Linked DNA regions of Anser cygnoides: region 1 is linked to region 2. A link is a contact called in public Hi-C data. All regions are on one chromosome and are shown on one strand. Each heading gives the region's core, a stretch centred on a gene start, on an enhancer-like site or on the middle of the called end of the contact. The rest is flanking DNA. Distances are from core to core; before and after follow the strand shown. Region 1 holds the start of ACOT11 (acyl-CoA thioesterase 11). Region 2 holds the start of NDC1 (NDC1 transmembrane nucleoporin).

What was found. A called contact is a pair of places that touch in the nucleus more often than the background predicts.
Region 1: a contact with region 2 is called in a Hi-C map of liver, with 3 times the contacts expected there. The contact joins the promoter of ACOT11 here to the promoter of NDC1 in region 2. A contact is called at or near these places in 3 of 7 Hi-C or Micro-C datasets (fetal liver and liver).

The regions. Positions count from the first base shown.
Region 1 is chr8:28,383,536-28,388,971 of Taihu_goose_T2T_genome, reverse strand. ACOT11 (acyl-CoA thioesterase 11) reads right to left here and starts at 2,399. Exons shown (of 18, transcript XM_067001821.1): 1 at 2,365-2,399; 2 at 2,115-2,214. The coding sequence starts at 2,384.
Region 2 is chr8:28,239,425-28,245,450 of Taihu_goose_T2T_genome, reverse strand. It overlaps NDC1 (NDC1 transmembrane nucleoporin), which reads left to right and starts at 3,049. Exons shown (of 18, transcript XM_067001575.1): 1 at 3,049-3,190; 2 at 3,278-3,398; 3 at 4,381-4,482; 4 at 4,905-5,079; 5 at 5,565-5,703. The coding sequence starts at 3,146. It overlaps YIPF1 (Yip1 domain family member 1), which reads left to right. Exons shown (of 9, transcript XM_048062234.2): 6 at 72-238; 7 at 686-868; 8 at 1,818-1,909; 9 at 2,328-2,719. The coding sequence ends at 1,904.

The sequences.
Region 1 (5,436 bases), core at 1,150-3,649, 140 kb before region 2:
AGGCACGAATGGCCCCACAGATTTGGGGTGTGGGGCTGGGGAGAGGGGGGTGCCAGGCGCTGTGTGTCCACGAAGCCAGTCTGAGTTGAATAGTAGGGAAAAATAGCAGGGAGCAGTTGATAGTAGGGAAAATGGGGATGTTTGTTCATTTTCCCCTCGCACAGAGGTTCCCAAGTCCTTGAGCCCCCAGGAGCACGGGTGAGCCACCCCCAAACAGTCGGGGGGTCCCCGGCGCTGTCCCCCTTGGGGTCTGAACGGGGCACGGTGCACCCGACGGACACATCTGTCCTCCCACCGGCTCAGAAACATCTTCCCCAGCTCCTAACCGAGACGTCCCTCGTCCGCCTTCGCTCTCCCACCTCCCCTCCGTCCCCGCGGTGCGCCCTTACCCGTCCCTGGGAATGCTTAAAGAAAAAAACGGGGGGAAGGAAAGTGGCGACACAAGTCCTCGGGGCGGGGGGGTGGATTATCGGTGTGTAATTGAACAATATCCATGGTAACGAGCAAATCTGCACGCCTTAAAAAAAATTAACCTGACCTACTTAGGGAAATCCTGCCGCCTCGACTGGGCAGCGAGGGCCCCGTGCCGGAGAGGTGAGCTCCTGGCACGCTGCGAGAGCTTTTTTGGGACCGCATGTCATGCCTTCCCCGGGGGTTTCGTGGAGCAAAGCGAGGCGTCGGGCCAGGAAAGAGCAACCTGAGGGCCACACGCGGTGGGGGCCGCGAGGACAGGTCTGTTTGCTGTAGGTTGTACATCAGCAGCCCGTGGAAAGCCTTCGCTGCTGCCAGAGCAGCTGGGGTCCCTCCATCCTCCTCCTCCCTCTGCTCCACTCCCAGGGGTGTCCGCAGCCCCCAGCCCCGTCCCTGCCCGTCCCCAGCCGTGGGGGCAATGGGGCCGCAGCTGCCCCGGCAGGGGGCCAAAGTCCCCTGGGTGCTTTGCAGGGGACAAAGGTCCCCAGCACCACTGCCGCCAGCCCCAGGAGGGAGCAGAGCTGCACATGAACCCTTGTAGGTGCCGCCAACACGGACAGGGACAAACGGCACGAGTGTGGGGACGCCCGACAGCACTGCCCGGCACGTGGCTGCTGCCCACCTCCCTGCTCCCCACGGCTCTCCTGGGGAGGGGACCACCATGGTCGGGACCACCATGGCCAGGACCACCACGGCCGGGACCACCACGGTCGGGACCATGATGATTGGGACCACCACGGTTGGGACCACCACGGTCAAGAGCACCACGGTGTCATGCAGCCGCCCTATCCGTCTGCCCACGCTACCCCAGCCGGCCCCGTAGCGGCCCCATGCCCACGCTTCCCAAATATTTGCCCCCTTTGAAGCACAAGGAGTCCGATTCACCCCCGGTGCCCCCACATCCCTGCCCGCACCCCCGGACAGCCCTGGGGCTGTTGGAAGCGGGTGGCTCGGGCTCGTGCAGCGCCTCCCTGCCAGCGTCCCCCTCCCCGCGCCCCACGGCACGGCTTGGTGCAAAGCCCCGACACCGGCAGCCTGAAGGGCAAGGGGGCATCCCCTGGGCAAGCGGGGCAAGGAGGGACTCCCCCCCCAGGCCCTCTCCCCGCAGCACTGGCACTGCAGGCACTGCTCCAACGCCCGCCGTGAAAACTCCTTTGGGTGGCACAGGGCATCTCGCCCCGCTCGCGTGCCACCGTCCCTCGTGTCCCCGTGTCCCCCCCTGCCCCGGGTGTCCCCTCTGCCCTCACCTCAGCCAGAAGAAGCTGAGCATTTGCAGCGCGGCGGAGCGGCGTGAGGAGGAAGAGGAAGACGAGGAGGAGGAGAAAGAGGAGGAGGAGAGCGAGGAGGAGGAGGAGAGGCGTCCGGACACCTGCGTGCGGCGCTGGGCTCGGCCAGCACCCGGGGTGCGGGTGTCGAGGCCAGTTCTACGCTGCTTTTGGGACGCAGCCAGCGCACACCCCCTGCTTCCTTTTAAATAAGCGCTCAACTTTTCTTAAGGTAGCGCTTCACAAAGCTTCCCTACCCAGGGAGGTGCCGGGGAGCGCCGTGCTCCGGCACGGGGTGCTGCAGGGCACGGCACCCGTCTCCCCGCGTCCTCCTTCCCCACGGCACCGCGTCCGAGCGGGCACGGGCACGGCACGCACCTGGAAGGACTCCTGCCCGCTGGCTTTCCCCCGCAGCCCCCGCAGCTTCTCCAATTTCCTCGGTCGCTCCCTGGCCCCGCTGCATTTGAGGCAGATCTGGCTGGGATCATAAAAAAAAAAAAAAAAAAGTTTCCAGAAAAAAGGAAAGAAAATGCAAATTGCCGTGCTGCTGCGGTAGCCGCGCAGCCTGTTAGCTTTTCGGGAGGTGTTGTTGTGTTTGCATTTTATTTACGTGCTTTGATAAGCAAACCTTTGGCCGTCAGCGTACATGAGTTCGATCAAAGCCCCTCACAGGCACACCCAGCACTGGAAAGCCAGCGGTGAAATAAACAAACTCAACAGGAAACAAGGCCTCGCTTTTTTTGGTAAATAAAAATCACGAGGCTTCGGAGCGGCCACCCCGGGGACAGCACGGGTGGTCCCAGCGGGTACCCAGCATCTGGACCTGATGCTGCGGGACGCGGCGGGGCCAAATTTAGGCTGGAGGTGGGAAATGCTGGAGGGCGCTGCAGACACTTCAGGTGCTCGACGTGTGCTCCCAACAAAAGTTTCGAGGCCAGGCTCGGTGTTTTTTCGGGGCAATTAGGGCGCTGCCGTAATTACGGCCTGCAGCCATCGCACCGACCAGGTGCGTCCCCGCCGTGGCTCCCACCTCCGAGCCCGCACGCGCGCGAGCTTCTCACTCCCCGTCCACCACCGCGTGCCCGTCTTTTACAGTTCTTCGGTGCGTGATGCTCACGGAGCGGATAATTAGCTAAATGAATTAATTGACATCCATACGTGTAATTAGCAAACGGTTGCGAGCAGCTATTCTCCTTGGGATGACTGAAATTTCTCAGGGACTGGGGTTAAAAGACTGTGGCAGCCCTTCGGAGTAAGTAACGAGGGACGGTCCCCGGCTCCGCGAGGCCGGCAGAGGGGCAGGAGCCGCGGTCGGGCTGGGGACGGCGCTGGGGAGGCTGCAGGAGAGGCCGGGGATCCTCAGCCCAGCCTCGTGTCGGGCTGAGCCTGCTCGAGCAACCGGGACAGCGATTATTAATTACACCCTTAATTACTCCGGAGCAATAAAAAAAAAAAAAAAAAAAAAGCTGACCTATTCGCTTCGGTGCTGCTCGGAGCACTTTGAGCGAGGGCTGCGGCCGCTCACGTCCTCCCCGTGAGGCCAGCCACGAGGCTTGCCCTGAGGGAGGCCGGTTGGGAGGCCGGTTGAGTCCCATCGGGGCCCCATGGGACCAACCCTGCCCCCGGAGCCATTTTGGGGCTGGGGGGAGCGCGGCAACAGGCTGCGGCAGGCACCCGCGCTATCGGCGGCGAGATCTTGGGCAGCGCGGCGCCTCACGGCGCGCTTCGCCCCAACGGTTAATTAACGCGGTGGGGCTGTTCCCAGGCTTCGCAGGGCCCCGGGGGGCAGCGCGGGGAGGCTCCGTTAGCTCTGCCCATGGCCCCGGGGCTCGTGGGTGCCAGTGGGGAGAAGGGAGGGCAGCACGAGGGGGCTGCTGTGGGACGGTCTCGTTATGGGGTGACGGGATGGGGCAGCAAGGTGGGGTGGTGGGATATAACCCTAGAATCCTATAATAATTAGGGTTGGAAAAGCCCTCCAAGGTCACCTGGTCCAACCATCCCCTGCCACCAATGTCACCCACCAAACCATGTCCCCAGGCACCACGTCCAACCTTCCCTTGAACACCCCCGGGGACGGTGACGCCACCACCTCCCCGGGCACCCCGTCCCAACGCCTGACCGCTCTTTCTGAGGAGAAACGTCTCCGCATTCCCAACCTGAACCTCCCCTGGTGCAACCTGAGGCCATTGCCTCTAGGATGGGGCGTGGGGGTGGGACATGGGGATGGGACGTGGCGACGGGTTGTGGTGTCGGGGTGTGGGGATGGGGTGGGACGGTGGGGGTGGCATGTGGTACGGGATACGGGGATGTGGTGAGGTGTGGGCTGTGGTGGGATGGTGGGGATGGGATGTGGTACGGGATACGGGGATGTGGTGAGGTGTGGGCTGTGGTGACGGGACACGGTGACGGGCTGTGTGTACGGATGATTTCTTGGTGCGGCGACGGGCCATGCGGAGGGGCCGCGGACCAGGACCCAGCACTACGGCGGGCGCTGAGCCGCGCTGACAGGACCCGCTGACGGCTCCCCCCCGAGCCGCCTCCTCCTCATCCAGCAGCTGCTCCCAGCCCCCCAGGAGGCGGCAGCACGGCGGGGGGGGGGCGGCGCTGGGGACGGCAGCCGAGGGACGGGGCCCTCGGAGCCCTCACAGGGCCCTCACGGCTCCCTCACGGCTCCCTCACCCCGCGCCCGCCCCGCCCGGTGCCGCCAGGGGCCGCCATTGCCCCGAGCTCCCGCTCCCCCCCCCCCGCGCCATCTTGTTCCGGCGGGGGTGGGAGGGGGGGGTCGGAGGCACCCGCGGGCCCCGGCGGGGCGGGGCGGGGCGGGCGCGCGGCCAATCAGCGCGCGGCGGTTTCAAGAGGCCCCTTCCGCGTCCCGGTAGGCCCCGCCCCCCTCCGCGCCTAGCCCCGCCCCCCTCCCCCGCTGCCGTCCGCCCCGCCCCCGGGGGAGCGCGGGTGGCACGGAACGGATCGGGACCGGACGGGACGGGACGGGACGGAACGGCTCGGAACGGCCTGGAATGGAACGGAATGGAACGGAATGGAACCGGCCCGGCCCAGAACCGGCTTGGCACGGCGCGGCACGGCGCGGCCACCGGCACCGGTGACGCTTCCCCGCCAGCGTCCCCAAATGTGCGGCCGCTCGGGTAAACAGGAAGCCCGCACCGCAAAGCCTGAGCGCTGCTGCTCCCTTGGGAACACAAAAAAATAACCCCCGAGCCCTAAAAAATTAACCCCTGAGCCCAAAAAATAACCCCTGAGCCCCCCCGAATTAAGCCCTGAACACACAGAATGACCCCTGAACCCCCAAAAAATAACCCATGAACCCCCCAAAAAAAAAATCAAACATGAATCCCCCCCCAAAAAGAAACGTGAACTGAAAAAAACAACCCATGGAGCCCCCAAAATAACCCATGAATCCAAAAAAATAACCTCTGAACCCCCAAAAATAACCCATAACCCCCTTCCAATAAATCACCCTAAAAAAAATAACCCATTAACCCCCCCCCCAAAATAACTCATGAACACCAAAAAAATAACCCATGAACCCCCTCCAAAAAACATGAACCCCCCTAAAATAACCCACGGGCCCGAAAAAAATAACCCATGGAGTGAAAAAAATAACCCATGAACCCCCCAAAAAACAAGGAACCCCCCAAAAATAACCCATGAACCCCCCCCAAAATAACCCATGGAATGAAAA
Region 2 (6,026 bases), core at 1,800-4,299:
GCTGAATGTTTCATACACTTGATTCTGGCTCGTATTCTAATACAGCGTTAAATCTTTTGACATATTTCCAGTGTCCATAGCCGCAACAACAATTTTTGCATACGCTTGGCTTGTTCCCCTTGCTCTCTGGGGATTTCTGATGTGGAGGAACAGTAAAGTTATGAACATCGTCTCGTACTCGTTCCTGGAGATAGTGTGTGTATATGGCTACTCCCTCTTCGTTTATATTCCCACAGCGGTACGTATGGCCTAAGGAGTGTGTCCCTATATTACATGCCCTGATAAAAGGTCCTGGTTTAAAAGCATTGCTATTTCTTACAAGATTGTCCATTCCCCAAGACTTTTTGATTAATATGAACAAATCTCTTGCTCATTTTGCTTGGCTAAAATAAAGCTTTTTGTTCAAGCTTGTATAGCATCAAGTGGTCCCAGAAAAGCCCAGGACAGGTCATTTCCCCAGAGGCAGCAAATCCAAGTAAGGATTCAGGGGACACGAACTTGTCATGCCTGGGTGTAAAGCTCCTTGCTGCTGTGGCTGCTGTTAGCATTGTTCATTCCTCAAATAAGCGCGAGTTAATTTGTGCACAAATTGGCTGGAAGTGGTGAAATGTCAGAGAACAATGCATTCAGTAAATTAATCCCTGCTTCACACAGTCTCTTTGACGATCGTTTTCCTCCCTTACAGATTTTATGGATTATTCCACAAAAAGTGGTGCGCTGGGTCCTGGTGATGTTCTCCCTGTGCCTTTCGGGGTCTGTCCTGGTGATGACCTTCTGGCCTGCCGTCAGAGATGACAACCGGAGGATTGCGCTGGCGACTGTGGGGACCATTGTTCTGCTCCACGCCCTGCTGTCCGTCGGCTGTTTGGTATAGCACCGCCTTTCCTCTTTAACCTGCTATTACCTGGGGCTTGCAGCATGGTATGGTGCAGGGAAGGAGGGGCTGGCTCGTTGCTGGAAAATCTTTTTTAATCAAGAAACAAGTACTTTCGAAAAGCCTCCAAAGGAAAATCTCTCAATATTTCAAAAAGTGATGCCAATCTGACATATGACAGTGCCAATAACAAACTCGATAATGAAGATAGCTTTAAAACAAAATTCCTTACAGAACAGAATTTTTATCTGGAATTCATCGTAGTGTCAGCAAAGCATTAATCTTTGTTGTATCCAGTGACAGCTTATTCCAACAAGTGCTATGCTTAGTTAATCCTTTAAAATAATTAAATGCTCAGTTTATAGCGCATGCTTACGAGTCTTATGTATAAAAATTCAAACTTGCCAGAACTTAGTAAATCAGCGTTTTGAAAGCAGAAGACCATAATGCTACTGAAATACATAATGTCAAGGACTTAAATTATTTTTTGTCTCCTAGTTGCACTAAGCAGAATGGTACCATACTGGCTTTAGTTCTGACCCCACTTCAGGTTCCAGAATAGATAGGTTTGCTCAGCGTGCAGGAAGAGGGCAAAACACAAGAGTCAGCAGGAGTTCCTGTTACTGTAGGCTGCCTGGATCTTCATCTGTTAATCAGCAGTCAAGTAAATTTCTGCAGTCCTGTCCCTTCCAGTGCAGATCATTTCTAAGGCCTTGGGAAGCTAACTGCTGGCTGCTCTTATATTTAAAAATCCAGTTCAGAGTGCCATTTTAATTGAATATTTCTAATCTGATAAAAACACTTTGAAACAACAGATTTCAATCATTTCTGTGCTGTGTTAGCACCCCATGAACAGTGGATGTGGAAAGTGTGAACAGGGGCTGGTGAGGCAGCACTGTGTTTCTTTCTAAATGATCTTTTTTTCTCCTCTTCAATAACTTAGGCTTACTTCTTTGATGCCCCTGAAGTGGATTTTCCTGCACCTATTGTCCCCGCTCACAATGGAACAACACTAATAAAATCTCAGTAAATAAGGTAAAACTCAAATCTCAGATTTCTTATGTAACCACCTGAAAACATTATCCTGTGGTTAGGGACACAGATGTTTTGAAACTCTTCCCTGAAAAGGGTTTAACAGCTGGGTTCTGCCAAATGGCGTCCATATATAAATACCATTTATTAGCTTTTCTTGAAGTTGTAACGTTAAAATATAGCCATACAAATGTGAAAGACTGAGGAACAGAGACAAATTACCTTTCTTTTATTTGAGGTTTACTCTTGACAAAGAAATATCTAAATAACATGTATTTAGATAATGTACTCTGTCCCTCAGGTCATTTCAAAGATGGCCTTTAGTCCTTTCTAATAAGTATTTATTACAATTTAACTCTGGAAGTCAAACTTAAGCAAAAATCAATTTATTTGCATTCCCCTTTGCTTTTAATATTAGAAGTAAGTAGTGTTTCCCCCTTGATGTCTGTGACACGGTATTTCGGAGCAGCACAGCTGTGCGTACGGGGACATCGGTGTGCTCTCTGCGCAGGGCTGACGCAGTGCCCGCGCCATCCATCCGGACCGCGTTCCTCCTGTGGGATGGTTTCAGCCTCAGCTCCCTGCCAGCCGGGAGCGCTGCCAGAGGCAGGCGGCGGGAGGATCCTGGGGGAAGGAGGCGACGGGGAGCGAGTCCAGGAGACGAGCAAAAGGCCAGGCCTCCGCGAGCACACCGTCCAGAAGCATATATGTGAAAAGCCAGAATATTTCCTAAGCAGAAGTTATGTTAGATTTAAATATATATATCTATATATCTATGCCAGGCGAAAGTGATCATTAAAAGCTGTGACACGATCTTCATCGCGTGGATCAATGTGAGAATCTTTCCTCCCGCACGGCCCCTTTCTCTTCCTGGGTACCTTTTAGGACTCAAAAATACATTTTTTGATACGTGGTACTGTCAACACGTTTAAAAAAAACCTTAAAATTCAGAGAACGTGACTGGTTTGGGTTGGCGGGGACCTCAGACTCCCCACAGGGGCTGACCCTGAGGTGTGCGCCCCCGACCCTCCCGGGTCTTTTCTCGCCTCAGGCGGAGCTCGCCCCGCCCCCATGCCGCAGCGCCCCCCCCCCCCCGCGGCGCAGTGCACGCCGGGACTTGTAGTCCCTCCCGCCCGGCCGCCGCTCCGCTCCTTTCCCGGCGCGCCTCGCACCGGAAGCCGCCTCAGAGGAAGGGGGCGGCGGGCGGCGGCCCCTTCGAACGGCGGCGCGGGCCCGGCCATGGAGGCGGCGGCCTCGTGCCGGCAGCGGGCGCTGCTCCGCCAGGTGAGCGCGGCCCCGACCCCCTCCTTCCCCCACCCACCTCCGCCGGTCCCGCTGCCCACCCCCCTGACGCCGTTTTGCCTCCCGCAGGTGCTGGGCTGGAGGCTGGCGGCCGCCGTCGCCTGGTCCGTGCTGCTGCTGCCCGCCTGCACCGCCGCCTTCGTGCTGCTCGGCCGCGCCCAGCCGCTCCGCCCGCTGCGCTGGATCGCCGGTGGGTGGCCCGGGCCCGGTGCCTTAGCGCCCGGTGTAGAGCCAGGCGTTTAGCGAGGTGTTCCTTGGTGCCTTTGTGGCCCTACAAAAAGCCTCTCTGTGTTTCGTTCCCCATCTTTGTGTTGGGCTCGGTCTCGGGACGGGTAGAGGCTGCCTGGCTTTGCGTTTCCCTTCTTTGTGCGTTTCTAAGTGGTGTGCAGGCTTTGAAGTGTAAAATTCTGCGTTACTTGTAACCACCGTAGCCGTGGCTTTCTCTAGGCAGCAATAACAACTAAGTGTATCCTTCAGAGAAAAAATGAGGTGATAGGGGCAGCCCTCTGCTTTGAGGACTTGGACACACTTCCCCTTTCCACCATGGGCAACTGCTCCTTCCGTGAAGCACTTAAGTTTCCTCACATCACGATGCTTTGAATCTCAAGTGGAATTCCCAAAAGAGCACGCTCGATGTGGTGAGCTCTCTCTCCCTCCAGCGTACGCGCAGAAAATTAAGGGAAGCGTTTAGCTGGAAGCTTGATACCTGTGAGCGTTTAGCTGCTCGAGGCAGAGAGACTTGATTTCTTTTCGCCTTTGGAAATATAAAGGCCTGAAAGACAACTAAACAAAATCAGTTATTCTGTGAGGAGTTTCTTATCTGCCTAGTGTGACCGTATGGTCACAGCTTTTGTTAAGCAAAGGGAAGCTGTGTAACATCGCCTACGGTTAAATTCACGTTGATTTTACTTTTAATAAAGCTCTGAGTGGTGGCTTATCAGAAAACTAGTTTTAAGGGTATAAAGTACTTTTTATGTGAAACTTAAGTGTATTTGTATCCAGAAGTGTCACACAGCTGGGCAGATCTAGTATGAGATTACAGTCCTTTGAACATTGCTCTTCTTTGTGCACTCAATGGGTTATTGTTAAAGGCTTTACCGTTACTCTGTTAGTTAATGTCACTGCTTTGTTACTGCAATCTTCTGAGCAATAATTGTTTTTTCTTATCTTAGATTCCTTCAATGATTTGTATACTTCGTATGTCATCTTTTGTATCCTCCTTATGTCTGTGGTGATACTGGTAATAAGCATCTTCAACGTTGAATTCTACGCAGGTGGGTTATACGCATTGCTGAACTCGCTATAAAACCTGGCTTAAAACGGATGGCCGTTTAAGGGATTTGCGTTTACATCCAATGTACTTAGCACTGACAGATTTCTTTATAAATTAATGTAGAGAGAAGTTAGTTTTAGGCAGAGGTAATGGTTTGTATTTACTCATTACTGCAGTGACGCAGGGAGGCCTTGAAAACAGTGGACTTGTGTGAGTCCGAGGGGGGCTCAAACAGCCAAAGGAAAAGCATTTCAGATTCCTGCTTACTTCATGGCTGACACCCCCTTCAGCTTAGCTGCTTCGTTGATTTCTTTACTAGAGGCTGACTGCAGCTGAAAAGTTCTTTGGTGCCAGTGGCATTCTTTTCAAATGGGGGTTTTTGTTAGTAACAACTGAAAATTCACTTTTGGCTTTTATTTACAGTTGTGCCATCGATACCATGCTCTCGATTAGCGCTGATAGGAAAAATTATTCATCCTCAGCAAGTTATCCATTCAGCTGTTCACGCTGTAATGGGAATGCTGGTTGCTTGGTGCGCTGCAGTTATGACAAAAGGGAAGTTCCAGTTTCTTGCTGTGCCCTGCACACCTTCAGAAAGGTAATCGTGAGCGTTAAGGATAAATTACGCAAAGAATTTATATTGTAAAATGTATTTACCCATGGCCTTTTTTTAAGCAGAAGGCTAAAATTTGAGTACTATCAAAAATGAGCATATTTCTTGTTGATAGCCTTTAATAAAGGCTAGGCAGTATCCTATTTTATAAATATTGTGATGCGTAGAGAGATAACTGGGCCAGAAAAACAGAATTGCTGGAACTGTTAATGGAAAGTCGAATGGTGACAGAACGGTTATTTGAACTGATTCTCAGTCTTTTGGTTGATGTGACATACTGAATATCAGAAGCATCCTCGTATATAAATTACAAAGATAGTGAGCGTTGTACTTTAGGAAAAAACCTACTGAGATATCATCATGGGTACTGATCAGGAGAGTAAAATTGAACTTCCAATTCAAACTTCTAAAGACTAGAATGACTACTTTTTTTTTTAAACTTTGAATTAATACTAAGTTCTCTATTTTAGCCCAGAAGATGCTGTTCCTCAGATGTGCCTAAATGAGTATCACCTCTTTTTTCTACTTTCTGGAGCTTTCATTGGATACAGTTATAGTCTCTTGTATCTTATTAACAACATGAATTATTTGCCATTTCCAATTATACAGGTAAGAGATTTAAATACCTTTGTGGAAAGATGTCTAAGTGAAACTGATCAAAAAAGCCTTGTTTTTTTTTTTTTGAATATGGCTGTACCAGCTGTCTGATAACTTTCACTAATAGATGAAGTGTGTACTCACATAGCTTCCGATGCCAGTGGTGTTCACCTTCCTTCTTCCTGCTCAGCCCGTTTCAAATGAACATAGAAATCCAGACTGACGAAGCCCCTCTGTTGCATTTAGAAGTTGATTAAGATCACTTTCACTGCAGAAAGTGAGCTTCTGGAAAGAGACGGTAACCACAAACTGATCGTTAACTTCAGGGACTGACA